Linked DNA regions of Macaca mulatta: region 2 is linked to region 1. A link is a contact called in public Hi-C data. All regions are on one chromosome and are shown on one strand. Each heading gives the region's core, a stretch centred on a gene start, on an enhancer-like site or on the middle of the called end of the contact. The rest is flanking DNA. Distances are from core to core; before and after follow the strand shown. Region 1 holds the start of NOL8 (nucleolar protein 8). Region 2 holds the start of IPPK (inositol-pentakisphosphate 2-kinase).

Evidence for each region. Hi-C and Micro-C count contacts between places; a contact is called where the count stands out from the background.
Region 2: a Hi-C map of fetal cortex germinal zone shows a contact between it and region 1, with 2.6 times the contacts expected there. The contact joins the promoter of IPPK here to the promoter of NOL8 in region 1. A contact is called at or near these places in 2 of 14 Hi-C or Micro-C datasets (blood and fetal cortex germinal zone).

The regions. Positions count from the first base shown.
Region 1 is chr15:123,040,347-123,045,363 of T2T-MMU8v2.0, forward strand. NOL8 (nucleolar protein 8) reads right to left here and starts at 2,456. Exons shown (of 17, transcript XM_077966334.1): 1 at 2,412-2,456; 2 at 1,123-1,308; 3 at 536-598. The coding sequence starts at 1,261. CENPP (centromere protein P) reads left to right here and starts at 3,029. Exons shown (of 8, transcript NM_001194801.2): 1 at 3,029-3,213. The coding sequence starts at 3,107.
Region 2 is chr15:123,377,615-123,383,060 of T2T-MMU8v2.0, forward strand. IPPK (inositol-pentakisphosphate 2-kinase) reads right to left here and starts at 1,800. Exons shown (of 13, transcript XM_077966343.1): 1 at 1,577-1,800. The coding sequence starts at 1,657. All of the region lies in intron 1 of SUSD3 (sushi domain containing 3), which reads left to right.

The DNA of each region.
Region 1 (5,017 bases), core at 1,206-3,705:
TTTTGGCCTCCAAATAACTAGAATATGCTACTGTGTCAGTGGCAGTATGGATTATCTCCCGTTCTTCATTGAAGGCCACTGTTTTCCCTTGACTTTACTAAACTTACCAACAAGAGATTTCACAATTTCAAGGATATGGTCTTACAAGGGTGTATTGTAAAGCTCCCTCCTTAAGAGTGTTTAGTGACAAGGATTAGCTCCAAAAGAAATGATCAGACTGAAGGGGAATGTGGCATGATATTCAGTGGGATATATGTAACAGGCAGTTTCTATGAAAGTTTGATTCCTTGTCCAAAATATTTGAGAATAGCAGTTTTAAGTAAACTTACTAGCAAGTGCTACCATGTCCGCTGATGCCAAATGCAATGGACCTAAACCTGCTGAGTCAAACGATACTGGAATTCTCTTGATCAACTGCTGTCCCTCTAGATAACGTAAAAACGGCTGTGGAGGTTTAGGCTTAGAACCAAAGGTATTCCAAGTTACAGAGTGATACAAACTGGCAAATAGTATAGAAAATTTATGATGATCTTACATTTTTTCAGGTCTGCTTCTGCTACACTGATGTTGATATATGCAAAGACTTTCTGTGGGTTTCCTAAAAAAAAAAAAAACCAAAAACCAAAACACAATTTATTTAAATTTTTATCCAGAGAGCAATGTAAAAATGGTTGTTTCTAAATTAAAAAAAAAAGTTAGTTCTTGAAAACTTATTCTTTCAAGCATAAACCTGGTTTTTTATTTATTGGCCATAAAAATAAGCATGATTATCAAAATATTCCAAAAAATAAGAAGAAAATGTACAGTAGTCAGTTAAGGAAACATTTTGATTGTATGCTAGTGATAGTCTACTTAATGGGACACTTAATCAATGTTAGAAAATTCTAGCTCTCAAAACTGGAAGTTAATATGTTTCTGAAATCAGATGTTTAGAATTTAGAATTTTTTCTTATTTCAGAAATGAATTCTGGTCAAGTTCCACATCACACATTGTATCTCCAAAACATCACTGAAAACTTTTGGTGTTCAGAGCTAACATTTATCTTGGGGTCGTTTTATTTTCTAGTACTTAACCTGAGTTATGTCTGCCTATAACTACCCAGTGAAGGACCATAAATTTACCTTGGTCATCTTTCCGTGTGATGATCTCCACATCCGAAACTTCTCCAAATCTGCTGAACTGATTTTGTAGGTCTGCCTCAGAAATGTTCTGGCTAAGGCCACCCACATAAAGGCGCTTCGTCTCTCTGTTCACTTTCATGAAGGCTGGTCATATACTTGGTGTGTTCTAGTGGGAAAAGTAATTTTCTGTATACAGAGAAGAGTCCTTTCCCTTAGTTCTTCTAAAATCTAACAAAACAACTACTTCCTCTGAACCGTCTGTATCAAATCCGTCTCCTGGATCTGTATTTCACTTCCGATTGTATTGCTTCCAAATTTTAGTCTTGGAGGTTTTGCCGAAGCCCTACATCCACATTTTTCATGAATGTACTTTGGAACAGCAACCCTATACCTATATAGATACAGGTCCAGAGGTTTTTTTCCTCCAAATGGCCATAATATTACTCTATCCCTCTTAATGTTACGTATTCACGTTTTTAGATGTTTTTCCTTGATTCATTCATACATTCATTTACTGTCTGTAACAAAGGCTGATAGAAACAGGATGTAGCAGGTAATGCACTAAAAGATAAAAAGAGCTAGTCTATCTCTTCCTAATAGTCTTCGCCCCCAACCTACTCACTCCAGCCTTCTTTCTCCGGGAAGACCCAAAGAAGTGAATACAGAGGCTAGGAGCTCCTGGAGCTCCTCATAGTCACAAAAGAATTAAACAAATGGCACAATATTATGTCACAATAAAAGTGCTGCAAAGTGGGGTTCAGTCACAAAGATCAAGTGATATAGCGAATACAGACTTGTGTTTTTGCTACGTGCCTGCATTGTACAAAGTAGTTTGCACGTTTCCCACTTTTCAGAAGAACAGAAGAGGTTAAGTCACTTTCCCAATGCCATACCGAAAATTAGTGAATCCAGGATTATAATGCAGGTCTAACTTCAGAACTTGGAATTCTTAACACTATACTATGAAGGTTGCTGGATCACAGGAGACTCAGGAAAACTTTTCCAGAGGTACTAGGGCCCATCATATCTCTCATTTCGTTTAGCACCCGGCAGGCGCTCAGCTCTCGCCCTGCCCTTCCCCAACAGCTGAGACTCTTTCCAAACCAGACTCCCAACCAGCGTCCCCACATGGCACATATTCTGGGCAGAGCTCCGGCCTACCTCTTCCTGACAGTCTCCGCCCCCAGCCTACCCACCGCAGCCTTCTTTCTCCGAGAATTCCCAGAGAAGTGAAGAGAGAGGCTAGGAAACGGCCCTGTGACTTCTCATGCTTGAAACCCACTCCTCACCACGTCGTTCACCTAACGCCAGCGCCGCTGCAGCCCCTAACTTCTGGTCACATGTCCCAACGGACCATCCTCTCTTCCTTCCTACTCGATTTCCAACCCAGCCTCCTAAGGTTCCGTTACCACAATTCAGTTCCCAAGAGCTTTTAATTTCCTTTCCCGTCCTCCCACCTTCCCTGACGCCTCCGTCACCTCCCCCTCAACGACCGCAAAAAAGCCCAAACCAAAATCCCCTAGTTTCTATTGAACACTATCGCTGTGTGTACCAATTCCTGGACTAGGTCGGCCTAAGTGAGGAAGTAGGGGGAAAAAAAATAAAGAGGCACTCCCCTCCACGTGATCCCAGCCCTGCCTCTTCAGTGACGCACGCGGCCGGGCGGCTCCAAGGCTGCCGGCTGGGGTGAGCAGCGGAGCACTTGGGCTTGGAGTAGCAAAGAACACGCTCTCCCGAGAAAGTATAGGCACTGATTAGACAGCCAGGGAAACGTGTGTAGGGAAGTCGAGGACCCAGGCTCTGGGGCGAGCGTGTAGTTGGACGGACAGGGCCGCAGGGGTCACGCGGGGCTCTCCCGCCTCCCCTCCGCGTGAGCTCCGGGATGGTCCGCGCCGGGAGCGCGCGCGAGGCTTGAAGCGCCGGTGAAGCGCTCAGGTCGGAGTGACAGCGGCGCTGCCTGTCAGGCTCGGGTGAGCAACGCGCCATGGACGCAGAGCTGGCAGAGGAGCGCGTCTTGCAAGCTGAGATCGCGGCGGTGCGGCGAGCGTGTGAGAACCCACCGGCGCCCTGGGAAGAGAAGTCCAGAGTCCAGTACGTGACCCCCCAAGTTCCCCAGGCTCCGCTGACCGGCGTTCCCGGGCCAGGCGGGTGAATCTCGGCCTCCTACTCCCAGCCCCAAAATGTGGGCATGAACTGGTGTTGATCCTTTCATGACAATGGCCTAGAGTTGGGAGCAGCGCGTACGGCGCCCTGCTGTAAACGCCTTGCAGATTATTAGCTCGTTTAATCGCAGTCGTCTGTGTGGATGACTGACAAGGAGAAAGTCTTGACTATGTCCCTAGCTAGATAGTTCCGCCTCCAGTAAGCAGAGGTATCTCTAGTGGGGATTTAGTAACTCCGTTTGATTTCATGGCATTTGTTTTTAATGGGTCAGCTAACCATGGCAAGTGATACTGACTTTTTGTTTACGATGACATAAAAATTCCTTTGAAAAATAACTTCGGTAAAAAAGTAAGTTGATATCAAGAAGAGTGGTTAATATAGCCTGTAGGAGAATTTGACATTCCTCTAAGGTAGGTGCTACTGTTGGCCCTGTTTCATAGTTGAAGATACTGAGGCTCAGAGGGGTTAGGTAGCTCGTCCAAGGTTCCAGAGAAAGGAATTGTCAGAGATGGATTAGGAACCCAAAAATTTAACCCCAAAGTCTGGGCACTTCTGCTTTGTTGAAGGAGAGGGAGAGAAAAGCTCTGCAGCCGTAATTATGTATCATCATCTCAAACATGGAAGCCTCGCGAAAACAAACTATCTTCAATTTTTGAGTCAAGACTAATTTGACACAGGTGCAGAGAGAGTGAGATTTATTTATTTATTTATTTATTTATTTTTCCTGAGCTAACTGGAGAAGAATTGGTAGAAAATGGGAAGGAGATCTACAGAAAATGTCTGCGTGCGGTCGTGAAAGTAGAGGAAGCTGTGACTGGTAAAAGGGAGAGGAAACAGGTGTGCCCCTCCTCGAGTGAGAGTCATTGTATTAAAGACCGTTGCTACTTGAGGTGTGCTCCGCAGATGGGATGCTTTAGCATCACCTGGCGGTTTGTTAGAGCGACAGCCTGACCAACTGAATCAGAATCTGCATTTAAAAAAAGATCCCCTGCCCTAACAGATGATTTGTGTGCACACTTTGAAGTTTAAAAACTGGGGAAAAGTGTTTTCTTTACTAGCCACAAGATTTCATTAGTCCACATGGTAAAGTAGTGTCAACTGAAAAATCATGAGATCTGCAAATTTTGAGAGACTGTTTCTTTTTTTTTTTTTTTTTTTTTTTTTGTTGAGACAGAGTCTCGCTTTGTCGCCCAGACTGGAGTGCAGTGGCCGGATCTCAGCTCACTGCAAGCTCCGCCTCCCGGGTTCACGCCATTCTCCTGCCTCAGCCTCCCGAGTAGCTGGGACTACAGACGCCTGCCACCTCGCCCGGCTAGGTTTTTGTATTTTTTAGTAGAGACGGGGTTTCACCGTGTTAGCCAGGATGGTCTCGATCTCCTGACCTTGTGATCCGCCCGTCTCGGCCTCCCAAAGTGCTGGGATTACAGGCTTGAGCCACCGCGCCCGGCCCTAGACTGTTTCTTAAAAAGGGTTGCAGCCTGCAAAGTGGCCATCCTGACAGGCTGGGAAGCATAGTCTCAGGCAAAGCAGAAAGGCCCGCACTTTGGAAGAGGAGGGGTTGGGGCAGGGATTTATGATGGATGAGTGGGCTATGTATACACATTACAACAGGTTATAGGAGGGGCTATGAATATTCACAAAGGGAGATGTGCTCACGTGTACTGAATAAACATGCATATTACATACATTCCATGTTCATTTTGGGGAACTGACTTAACATTTAAATGCATTA
Region 2 (5,446 bases), core at 550-3,049, 340 kb after region 1:
GCTCAGGAAAGGGGGTGGACTCAGGGAAGAGGGTGTACACGCACTTGTCGGGAACATGCAGAGGGATCCCAGTGCCAGAGGCAACTGTGTCAAAGCCTCTGCTCTTTCAACATGGGTGTCCTTTTGCTCCAAGCCTGAAACTTGCTGCTTCATCTGCCACTACTTTTGAAACTTAATATATCAGCCCTCACTAAAGAAAGCCTTAGGTTTACCTAAAATGCAGAGATACATCTAATCTTACCAAGGAATTGGAAGATTAGTATTTGTTTTGGGAAAGGATTCAGGGGATCGGCACAGTAATCCAACATCAGGACTCAAGCGGAAATATCCCTCACTTTCCCCAACAGCTGACTACACAAGAGAACGACAGCTTCAGGTTAGCCTGGTCCATTATTAATTCACCTAAAGATCTTGAGCAAAGCTTATAGTCTCTGCTCTTTAGTTCCCTGTGCTAAAGAGCAACAAAATCCAAAGGCACAACCTGGGGACTACCTGGGTGTTTGCAGCTTACACTACAGCTGACCAATGCATCCAGCATAGGAACAACAGAAGCAAGGCAGGACTCCACTGCCTACAGCATCCCTGACAAGCTGTTGGACTGGGGTAGTGCCGTCAGCCTCTCTTATTTTCACTTTATCTATCTGTCCAAGGGGATGATAATTATCACTTGCTAAGCATAACTTGATGGGTTCCTGCATAACTGATCTTTCCAACAATCCCACAAAGTGAATTCTATTAGTAGTTCCACTTCACAAATGTCAACACTGAGCCTCCACCAGGCAGTGGTAGAACTGAGATTCCTGTGCCTTTAACACCCATGCTCTAACTCCTCCCTACAGGACACCTATCCTCGCCTCCCTCACACCCCTCCCCCCTTCCAGCCGGCCACATTCCTGCGTGCTTGTACCAGACAGCAAAAGGTCAAAGAGATCTGGGCCCTCACACAGACCCACATCCTTCACTCTTGGATTCACCTTTGCGAGATCTTACTGCAGTTTCTAAAACTCACCCTCATTGAATTCAGGTGAAACCCTTCAAATTCTAAAAGGTTGAGAAGGGACCTGTGGGTAACATCCCCTTACTATTAACAGCACAGCAATTCCGTAGTCTCACGAGGCCGAACTCTTTTGGTGCTGAGAGTAACAGCACTGTGGGCACTCTGCTTCTTCCTCCAGTGCTGGCGGGGCCCTCTGTCCCAGCTAAGCCTCCGCCCCACTGCGGCCTGGCAGTCCGGCGGGCATCCAGGCGGGAGGCGGCACCGCGTGAGGCTGAGAGCGGCACCGACGGGGCGTGGAGGGGGCCGTGGAACTGACTCTGACGGGGAACGGGAATACTGAGGGAACGAGAGACCGGCCAGGAGAGGGATCTGGGGGAATAGGAGACTGACCCAGTAGAGAGGAGATATTGGGTGATGAGGAACCTACGGGGTAGGGGGGAATTCCGGAGACCGGCCGGGGAGGAGGAAGGTACCAGGAGGACGTCGAACCGACCATGCTGGGGAAACGGATACTGGGGGCGGGATGATACCGGCCGTCGGAGTGAGGTACCGGACCTGCGCCGCACGTCCGCCGCTCACCTGCGCGTGGGCCACCACCAGGCTCTTATTGCCTTCTCCGTGGTACCCCCATTCATTCTCGTCCATCTTCCCCTCTTCCATGCCCAGGCGCAGCCCTGGCGCCTCGCGGGCTGGGACGCGGGGACGCGAGCTGGGGGCCGCCCGCCTCGCTGGGCACCAGCCACTGCCGTCGGGGGAGGAGCGCCTGTCAGCTGCCGCCCCCGCTCGACCCTGCGGCGGCTACTAGCAAGCTGCGGCCGCCGGAAGCCACGCCCCCGGCGCCTGCCATGACGGAGTCGGGCAACTTCCGGGTTCGTGACCACTTTCCTTACATTGATCGCGACGGTGGATGGGCCGGCGGCCATTTTAGGTACTGGCAGAGTGACTCATTTCCGGAACGCGGTCTTGGGAACCGGAAGAGAAGCTTCCGGCCTCGGCGCCGGATGTGTAGCTGGCGGGAGAAGCCGGCGGCTTTTCGGCGCCCGGTAGTGACCGGCTCTGCCCGGGTGGCCTGGTTGTCTGGGTCTCGGGACCGCTTAGTCGCGGGACCCCAGCAAAGCTCTTGGGGTCTCTGAGTCTCAGCTTTTTCTTCTGTAGAATAGGGTGTTAACTCATCGTACATGTCACGGGGATACCCAACGCAGTCATTTCGATGGTCCTGCGAGGTAGACAACATTGTCCAACATTCCACGCGAGGAAACGTGGCTTGGCGACACGACTGGACTCCCCAGCCCCGCTTTTGCCCGAAGACTTCGAGGGACGCAGTTGGAGCGCGAGGCTCCTGCTTGGCGGTGAGGCAGAGGACCGACGACCGTCCTGCTCCTAAATTCACTGATGCGGCGGCAAGAATGGCACCGCTTCATAAAGCTACCGCGTTTCCCAAACTCTTAGTCTCAGGACCATTTTATACTCATAAACATGAAGCCCCCAAGCTTTTGCTTATGGGGGTTACAGCTATCAATGTTACCACATTGTAAGTTAAAATGCTTTAAAGTTTGTTGTTTGTTTCGTTTAAAAGTAAACAGCCGGGCGCGGTAGCTCACGCCTGTAATCCCAGCACTTTGGGAGGCCGAGGCGGGCGGATCACTTGAGGTCAGGAGTTCGAGACCAGCCTAGCCAACATGGTGAAACCCTGCCTCTACTAAAAATACAAAAATTAGCCGGGTGTGTTGGCGCACGCCTGTAATCCCAGCTACTCAGGAGGCTGAGGCAAGAGAATCACTTGAACCCAGGAAGCGGAGGTTGCGGTAAGCCAACGTGGCACCACTGCACTCCAGCCTGGGCAACAGAGTGAGACTCCGTCTCAAAAAAAAAAATAAAATAAACATTACATTCCCCGCCCACCACCAAAATAAAGGAGTGGTACTGTTTTACACTTTTGTGAATCTTTTTAAAATCTGATCTAATAGGTTGTCACATGTGCTTCAGCATTCGGTCTGCTGCAATATATTGCATTGGTTGACATATACATTGTAAAGAACATCTACAGTTATGTAGTTCAAAAAGAGAGGACCTGCAGACCCAACTTTGAGAACGGCTGGGCACCTTGCCAGGCCTTGGGAATTGTAGTGAAATCAGGCCAGTGACTCAGGAAAATGAGCTGAAGGCTTTGAGCATCTCTTTCCCCCATTTTAGGCCTCAAAAGGGAGGCTGGGGCCGGGCATGGTGACTCACGCCTGTAATCCCAGCATTCTGGGAGGCTGAGGTGGGTGGATCGCTTGAGCTTAGGAATTCCAAACCAGCCTGGGCCACATGGTGAAACCCCATCTCTACAAAAAATTAGCTGGGTGTGGTATGTGTGCCTGTAGCCCCAGCTACTTGCAGGGCTGAGGCGGGAGGATCGCTTGCGCCGGGGAGGTTGAGGCTGCAGTGAGCCCTGATGAAGCCACTGCACTTTAGCCTGGGTGACAAAGTGAGATCCTGTCTCAAAAAAAAAAAAAGTGGGGGAGGCCAGGCGCGGTGGCTCACGCCTGTAATCCCAGCACTTTGGGAGGCCAAGGCGGGTGGATCACAAGGTCAGGAGTTTGAAACCAGCCTGGCCAATATGATGAAACCCCATCTCTACTAAAAATACAAAAATTAGCTGGGTGTGGTGGCACACGCCTGTAGTCCCACCTATTCGGGAGGCTGAGGCAGAAGAATCGCTTGAACCCGGGAGGTGGAGGTTGCAGTGAGCCCAGATTGTGCCACTGCACTCCAGCCAGGGCAACAGAGTGAGACTCCGTCTCAAAAAGAAAAAAGGAGGGGGTTGGCGGGGGGAAGCTGGGTGGGAGATTGCTCAGGACCCTCCACAGGGATGGTTGAGAAATGGTGGCAGAAACAGCCTCTCCTTGAGGTAAGTAATCCCTGAGAGAGAGGACCTTAGGACTCACAAAATTCAGTCCTTCCCACACCCCTACAAGGCCACGGGAGCTTAAACATGACTGCAATTGAGTTTCTCAGCAGCCTGCAAAAGGAGAGTTGGGGTGAGATTAAATAATATATTAAGCATTAAATTATTTCCTTGAAACCTCTAAGGTGCTGGAAATGTTCTGTATCTTGATTCCCCCCGCCCCATGGAGGTGTATTATATCCCTGATACTTTAAAATTGACATTATATGGTGATTAAAAAGCAGATTCATGCTGGGGACGGTGGCTCACGGCTGTAATCGCAACACTTCGGGAGGCCTAGGTGAGGGGATCACTTTGAGTTCAGGAGTCCAAGACCAGCCTGGCCAACATGGTGAAACCCATCTCTACAAAAAATAACACAAATTTATCGGGGCATGGTGTTACACACCTGTAGTTGCAGTTACTCAGGAGACTGAGGTTGGAGGATCGTTTGAGCCCAGAAAGTGGAGGTTGCAGTGAGCTGAGAGCACATCACTGCACTCCAGCCTGGTTGACAGAGCCAGACCCTTCTCAAAAAGAGGTTTTTTTAAATTCAAATTTGGTTTTATCATTCTTTTTAAATTCACAGGTAATAGCACCTGGGCAGACCATGCCATTTCCCCTCCTCAACTCGGGTGCTTTGAAAGAAATGTGGGGGGCCGGGTGTGATGGCTCCCACCTGTAATCCCAGCACTTTGGGAGACCAAGGTGGCTGGATCACCTGAGGCCAGGAGTTCAAGACCTGGCCAACATGGTGAAACCCTGTCTCTACTAAAAATACAAAAATTAGTTGGGTGTGGTGGCATGTGCCTGTAATCCCAGCTACTCGGGAGGCTGAAGCAGGAGAATTGCATCAATCTGGGAGGTGGGGCTGCAGTGAGCTGAGATCCTGCCACTGCACTCCAGCCTGGGTGACTGCAAGACTCCGTCTCAAAAAAAAAAAAAGAAAAAAAAAAAAAACACAATATGGGGATGAACAGTGGGAATGCAGAGGAGAGGGTTCCCATCTCAGGAGGCTGGAAGAAAAGGCTGGAAAAGAATCATGAGAAACAAATGTCTGTGGTTTAAGCCACACAGCCTATGGTATTTTGTCATGGCAGTCTGAGCCAAGAGAGGGAGCAATTTAATTAGATGTGTTATGCTCTTCCATCTAAGTCCGATATAGACTGCCAGCACTGTTAGTGCTTTCTCCTTTTGTGTTAAAAAGGAAAGATAGAGGAAGGGAGGGAAGAAGAAAGGATGGAGAAGAGAACAGAAAAGTAAAATGAAAATGTCTTCCAACCATATTGAAAAGCTATCCAGGGCCGGGCACAGTGGCTCACGCCTGTAATCCCAGCACTTTGGGAGACCGAGGCACGCAGATCACAAGGTCAGGAGATCGAGACCAGCATGGCCAATATGGTGAAACCCCGTCTCTACTAAAAATACAAAAATCAGCCAGGCGTGGTGGCAGGTGTCTGTAGTCCCAGCTACTCGGGAGGCTGAGGCAGAAGAATAGCTTCAACCCAGGAGGCGGGGGT